Linked DNA regions of Danio rerio: region 2 is linked to region 1. A link is a contact called in public Micro-C data. All regions are on one chromosome and are shown on one strand. The core of a region is the stretch at or near the end of the contact, and the rest is flanking DNA. Distances in the headings are between cores, read along the strand shown. Region 1 has its middle 39 kb from the start of sox18. Region 2 holds the start of ccm2l (CCM2 like scaffold protein).

Region 1 (3,914 bases), core at 103-2,602:
GTGCTTTTGAGTTGGGATAGAGGTTGGGTTATGGACAGGTTTGTTGGCATGTCGTAGGTTTAAGGGTAGGTAAAGGTGTAAGGGATGGTCAACAGTGAATTTACAAATGTAATTACAAAAGTTAATTATAGATGTAATTACAAACATGTATTTAATCAAGCATAAGTACACAGTAAATACATGTATTTATACAATAAGTACATTGTAACAAACTTTTAATTCCTATATAAGTACATATTAGTTAAGGCCACTTAATATAAAGTGGGACCGAATTATCATTATCCTAATTTTCATATTGCCTTAAATTTAAATGAGCTGCTGCTTCCCAGATGGGGGCGGAGCATTTACAGCCTGTTCTGGCACTCCAGAAACAGCTAAACAATCAAATCTTATGCAGACAGAATAGCATAAAATTAGTGGATTAGAGCCCTAGAACCAGAGTTTGATGGACAGGATGAGGTTACAGCTCCTAGATTGAACCAGGCACATATCTTAGTGATAAATTCATGTACTCGTTGAAACTTAAACACATCAACAAAAAATCCCAAACTTACAATTTTCTTAGCAGAAAAAGAATTTAAAATGTCATTCACCTGACACTAGGCTAACAAGCATGATACGAAGCATGTTAGTAAAGTACATTTGGAAATATGAAGTGACATACTTGTTCTGGTTTGCAAGTTAGATACTGTATATATAAGTATGTAGGTATATAAGTTAGAGCATAAAGCACTGTTAGTGTCCAGCCCTTCTAAATACAGTGTTAAACTCACACTCGTTTGCGAAGCAGTTCAGCAAAAACTATATTTTGTGCAAAACATTTTTCAGCACATTTCCATTAAAACCTTAATTGAACTACAGTATCCTCAATGGTTCATAGAGACTTTACTTACTTGTCCAACAACAAACATATTGCAGACATCGTGAATATCAAGCTGCTACAACACGTAAACAGAAATGTTTCCTGTTCGAAATGTACAGTTTAAGGGGTCGTTGCATTTAAGTAGACCCATTTGTACGTCACTAGAAGCGAAATCTGAACTCAGCTTTTTCCTTATCCTTGCAAAAGGAAACAAAGGCTTGGTAACAAAGTTACTAGGTTTTCCTTTGACGTGTTTTCTGGATTGGTTGGTGCTCCAGGGACACGATTATAGCACTTAAACTGAGAAAAAGTTAGATTTCCATGATATGTCCCCATTAAAAGTCAAGTCTCTTTCTCTGTCTAGCTCTCTCTCTCTTTCTTTCTCTGGAGTAGGAAGTTCTATGATTAGCTCTCTCTAGGAGTCTCTCCATCTGCCAAGGTCAGGAGCTCTTATCAGCTCTGCTGCAGCTGCCTGTCCAGCACAACACAACTATAACACAACAACCCCAACAGAGGACAAATGAGACAGAGCGGCGCAGTGCCAAAGAGGGGAGAGTTTTCTCTCCATCACTTCAGGTCAGAACACAGTCAGAAACAGTAGCTGCAGGTTCTCAGTGAGGAAAACAGAAGAACGGAGAGTGTGAAAAACTGATATACTGTATATCCAACTGTAGTGACTCCGGAGCAGTGAAGAGACGTCCAGCCTGTCCATATGCTATGCTCACGGTCTCCATCTGGCCCAGAATACCACCCTCTGCTGGACAGAATGTGCATCTCGCTTAAATATAGACACACACGTGTAAATATTAAACCAGTCGAGCTTGACCTCGCTTTTCAAAGCGTTCTTTCAAGGTCAAACCTCTTCATTTGTGTGTCTGTGTATATTTATTTAGACAAATTTTGTCTTCAGATGACGAATGTGATGTTTAATGAGTGAAACTGGGTTATAAAGCGAGATCATACTTGAGGAAATATTGTTCCGGACGCTGCCATAAAGGAGGCCCACAAAAGTCCTGTGAGGTACAGTATAGCAAAATATATATTTATAATATATTTAAAATATTTAAATTCATAAAATATAATAAATAAAATGAAATACCTGTGGTTTTTGCTGGATAAGTTGGTGGTTCATTCCACAGAATAACAAAGGGACTAAGCCGAAAAGAAAATGAACGAATGAACAATAAAATTAATAATAAATTAAACAAAATGAATTAAATAATAAACACATAAATGAATTAATGTCCTTAAACTTGCAAATATGTATGCTTTATATGATACATATACATATAGAGAGATATAGATATAAATAAAATGTTATTATTATGATTGGTTTCCCAGAGATGGGTTGCAGCTGGAAGGGCATCCACTGCATTAAAAATATGCAGGATGGGTGATAACAAAGGGATATGGGGGATATAAGGGATATAAGGGATAAAGAAACTAAGCTAAAAAGAAAATTAATGAATATTATGATTGGTAATACTGAATTAATGAATTTGTATATATTTAAAATAAAATAAATGCACTTTGATGGGCGTAAAATACTTCTTTAAACATATACAAATAATAATGTGATGACCCCTGACAAAAAAAAAAGGAAGTATAATAAGGTGAAGTAATGATAGTTTAGGTCTTCTTTTTAAAACTAATAAATAAAAACGGCACAAAAATACATATTCAGCTTTAGCATACAGCATCAACACATACAAAACATGTCCCAAATCCTGTTTATTTAGCTGTGGTGTTTACATGCAGTTTTATTATGGAGACAGCCGTTCTCACACATGTACTGTAACATAATCAACAAAGTTTTTGCAGACACTCTTCCTTTCTGCTGAGATGAGAAGCTGTGATAACCCCGTCTAGACATAATATCAAATATAGATGGGCTCCATTGTGAAACAGCACATACAGAGGCTTGCTGAGATCAAACGAAATGCATCTAGCAGGTGTAGGACTAAGGCTGGAACAGTATCAATAAGCAGCAATGATCATGAAATAAAACAAGGAGCAGATTATGTGTTTAGGCCACTCCAGATGCTTGTGTTATTTAATTAAGCGGATACAAATTGATTAAGTTGATTTTTGTATAGCGTTTTTATTGCATGAATCGTTCTACTTTACAATTAAAGGAGACCTATTATCCCTTTTTTTACAAGATGTAAAATAGGTCTCTGATGTCCCTACAGTGTGTATGAGAAGTCTTTGAATCTGCGCCTTTTAGGGTTTGGTCGCCTAAATTTTGGCGACTGTCGCTTTAAATTCAAATGCAATTGAGCTACCAGCACTGAAATTTTGAGTCTTTATTAAGAATATGTTCTGTTTTAAAAACGTTTTAAACTTTTAAAACTTTTTTAAATCACATAGAGTTGTAACAGATAATTTAATCCGAGTTTATTTACAAAAAGAAAAACGTTCTGTGGACATGTGTATACCATACCTGTCAACCGTCTCGTTTTTCCAGGGATTCTCCCGTATTTTACAGTTCTATCTCGCTATGATCCCGTAAAGGTATTTTCCCTTAACTCTCCTGTATTTTCAGTCTTTCTCTGAAGGGTGGCAAATAAACATTAAAGAGACGAGCCTCCATATACGCAACCCATACCGCCGAACCACAAGGGGCCGTCCCTTGCTCTTAAATGTGAGTCTGTTCTGTGCTTTCTCTTTGTTTAGGCAAATTGAAATAAACATAAAAACGGCACGATTCCCTTCCTTTTTATTACAAGTGTCGTCTCCCGTTCATATGCAATCCTCAAAACAGTCATATAGAGGTGCATGACTGTCAGCTGACGCTCTCCATATTGATAAACAGACGCTGTTTTCTAAACGGATTCGTACGGATTTGAAGCGAAGCAAAAGTCTGGGTTTTAGGTGCGTGTTTAAACAGACATGTACACATAATTAATAAGATTAATATCAAAAGATGTTGATCTTGGTGTTTTTTTTTTTTTTTTTAAACAAGTAATTTCGTCCTTAATGAGTATAAACAGTTAGGAAAGCAGTCGAATGCTTTCATTATAATGCTAGATGTGTGCATTTTTTAAAGTGA
Region 2 (3,474 bases), core at 604-3,103, 200 kb before region 1:
TGCCGTGTATTACATTGTATTAAAAAGATTACATCTATGTAGTATACAAAATAATTAATGTTTTCTCAAACTGACTCATTGCCATCTCAGCAAAAACATTATTAGAAATATGTCCATTTAGATTTGTATGAAAAATATAGTTGCCTGTGTGTAAAAGTAATACACTTTTTGATAAGATTTTTTTTTTATTTTTAAATATAACACTGATAATGAACAGTGACATTAAACAATCACAGCTTGTGCACTTACTCTTTTTAACTTGTGAAATTAACACATTTGTGAAAGTGACAACAATTATAGCAATTTATTGCTACTTAAATTACCAGCGATTGTACATGTTAACAAATATAAGTAAATTAACAGTTAAAAAAAAAAAAAAACAATCTGAGCTAGCAATTTACTCTACTGCAGTGTTTCTCAACTGGTGGATCGCAGGAACATTTTCAGTGGGTCGCGGAGTGTGTGGTCAAAAAAACAAAAAAAGTTTTTTTTTGTTTTTTTTTTTTACCTATTTTGCATATATCTGACTTTTATTTTGAAATGCGCACACGACAGCCATACCGTTTAACATGTGAAATTTCATTTAATTATAGCAACAAATATGTCGAAGCGCAAGTATAACCTCGAATATGCAAAGTGTGGATTTACATATATTGATGACAAAAAAGGCTTAACACCTGCTCTCACTACATATGACATCCCAGTTGCAAGGACAAACCTGTATACTATTTTCAAAGATGACTCCAATAGCTGAGGGCATCGCTCACAAAAGTGCCTAACATCTTCATGTTCAAGTACAGGCACTTCCGGAATCTTACTATGCTCACCGTGTAGCAAAGGCCAAGAAAGCCCACACAATAGCAGAAGAGCAAATAACTGGTGATTATTATAAAAATGGTTATGATTATTTAAAAATTTTTACTTAAATTTGCAGATTTGTTCTGTTCAACAGGATCAGTGTTAACGGTTCAGTTTAGTTAATGGTAATTTAACTTTTCCGTACCCTAATCATTGTTTACAGTATTTGACGTTTCTACTCTGTATTATTACTATAATTTGATACATTTTTTTAAATGACAGAGATAAAGTATTGTTTATTTGTAAGTCTTGGTAATTTTCCATCACTACTTGTGTATGTTAATAAATAAATACTGAATTATAGTTCCTAAAATTATATTATAGTTCCTAAAAATTTGGGTCGCGGCTTGATGACCATGTAAAAATGTGGCCAAACCAGTTGAGAACCACTGCTGTAATGGGGAAAACCTGCAGGCACTGCTCTTTTGAGTCACTTTTTAAAAATTGCTAAGTAGCCAAATTAATTTTAAAAATTGCTACATCTATTGCTAGGTGCTTTCTGAAAAAAAAGTTGCTACGTTAGTACGAAATGTTGCTAAATCTAACAAAATAAAACAAAATTGCTCAGTTGACAACACTGACTACTCAGTAAATACTGAAAACAACGCAAAAATAAAGTGTAACCAAATATTTTGATTTGAAATTTGGAAGTAATTTGATCAGAACAACACAAATACCATTTTACTCGAATATACACCTAATTAAAAAATAACCCAGAGAAATTCATAATTTTCAGGTCAGCTGAGATATGCTGTGTGAACTAACAAACTGCGTAACCGGCACAAAGTTATCAGCCGCAGGTACACATATACACAGTATGCATAAACAGACGAGGTCACATGATGCAGTTTACAGACAATGAACACACCAAAACAAACACACATTTAAATGAACATAGTTTCGCCATATATAACCATACAGAAGACTTACCTTCTTGGTTCGCTTGGGATCATAGTCCATTTTGACCAGCCCGATGGCTGGCTGTGCGCAAGTGTGTGTGTTTTTGTGTGTCTCTATGTAGGACAGGCCCAATCTCCACTCAGCCCTGTGGAGCCAGGAAACACACTTCCTGCACAGGAAACTCCACCAGAGACTCTGATCTGAATCCTCTGCACCTCCATTCTCAAAGCACTGATAACACACACACACACACACACACACACACACACACACACACACACACACACACACACACACACACACACACACACACACACACACACGCACACACACACACACACACCACTGAATAATACCTTGGCACTAAGTAGAAGTAAGCTGTGTCTCTTCACACAAATTACACCGTGTAAAAGTACCTAAACCACAAATTTATGAAGCAGAACTAAACTAAATTCTAAAGTCCCTCAGCCAGTTATTGAAATGTTATGTCTTTTTCCCGTTCAAAATAAATTTCAAAAGTTTAGTATCATATTTTATTTAATTCATATTAAATAAAAAGCGAACAAGCAAAATGACTAAGACAACAATGGCTGTGAAAAAAAAAACTATTTTTTTTATGATTGCTCACACACTAAAATTAAACTTTTCCCACAATTAGCAAAACCTAACACTTAAGGAGCAAAACACAAGGCCAGTTCTGCACAACTTTAACATTGTCAGTTTCATAGTATTTGCAAAACATTACACACATCGATTGCAAACACTAAACACACTTGGATGCTTTTGACACAAATATTTTTCATAATGGAATTTCCTTGCAATTTCAAAGCAAAGGCCTTCAAATGAACTAACACATGAACCATAGGTTAAACACAGCCATCAGGTGTGCACAAACTGCTGCAAAACTGTAGACACACCAATCAGTTAGAACCACGATAAAAAAGAAAGAGGTATTAAATATTACTCTTCAATAAACATGTTTACAGTAGTATAGCTATAAATATTACTCTTCAATAAACATGTTTACAGAAGTATAGCTATAAATATTACTCTTCAATAAACATGTTTACAGTAGAATAGCTATAAATATTACTCTTCAATAAACATGTTTACAGTAGTATAGCTATAAATATTACTCTTCAATAAACATGTTTACGGTAGTATAGCTATAAATATTACTCTTTAATAAACATGTTTACAGTAGTATAGCTATAAATATTACTCTTCAATAAACATGTTTACAGTAGTATAGCTATAAATATTACTCTTCAATAAACATGTTTACAGTAGTATAGCTATAAATATTACTCTTTAATAAATATGTTTACAGTAGTAAAGTTTTGAATATTATTCTTCATTAAATATGTTTATAGTAGTATAGCTATAAATATTACTCTTCAATAAACATGTTTACAGTAGTATAGCTATGAATATTACCCTTCAATAAACGTTTACAGTAGTATAGCTATAAATATTACTCTTCAATAAACATGTTTACAGTAGTATAGCTATAAATATTACTCTGCAATAAACATGTTTACAGTAGTATAGCTATACATATTACTCTTCAATAAACATGTTTACAGTAGTATAGCTATAAATATTACTCTTCAATAAACATGTTTACAGTAGTATAGCTATAAATATTACTCTTCAATAAACATGTTTACAGTAGTATAGCTATAAATATTACTCTTCAATAAACATGTTTACAGT

The links. Hi-C and Micro-C count contacts between places; a contact is called where the count stands out from the background.
Region 2: a contact with region 1 is called in a Micro-C map of caudal fin, with 13 times the contacts expected there. The contact joins the promoter of ccm2l here to the enhancer-like site in region 1. A contact is called at or near these places in 3 of 18 Hi-C or Micro-C datasets (caudal fin, hematopoietic stem cells and an unstated tissue) and 1 of 4 datasets of contacts at active chromatin or transcription factors (caudal fin).

The regions. Positions count from the first base shown.
Region 1 is chr23:8,964,504-8,968,417 of GRCz12tu, reverse strand. No RefSeq gene overlaps it. Among named protein-coding and RNA genes, the nearest start is that of sox18, 39 kb to the right of the region's middle. Within about 2 kb of position 1,352, at least 17 of the 62 cell types and tissues checked have an H3K27ac peak or open chromatin away from gene starts, as enhancers often do.
Region 2 is chr23:9,165,613-9,169,086 of GRCz12tu, reverse strand. ccm2l (CCM2 like scaffold protein) reads right to left here and starts at 1,853. Exons shown (of 10, transcript XM_692004.9): 1 at 1,789-1,853. The coding sequence starts at 1,818.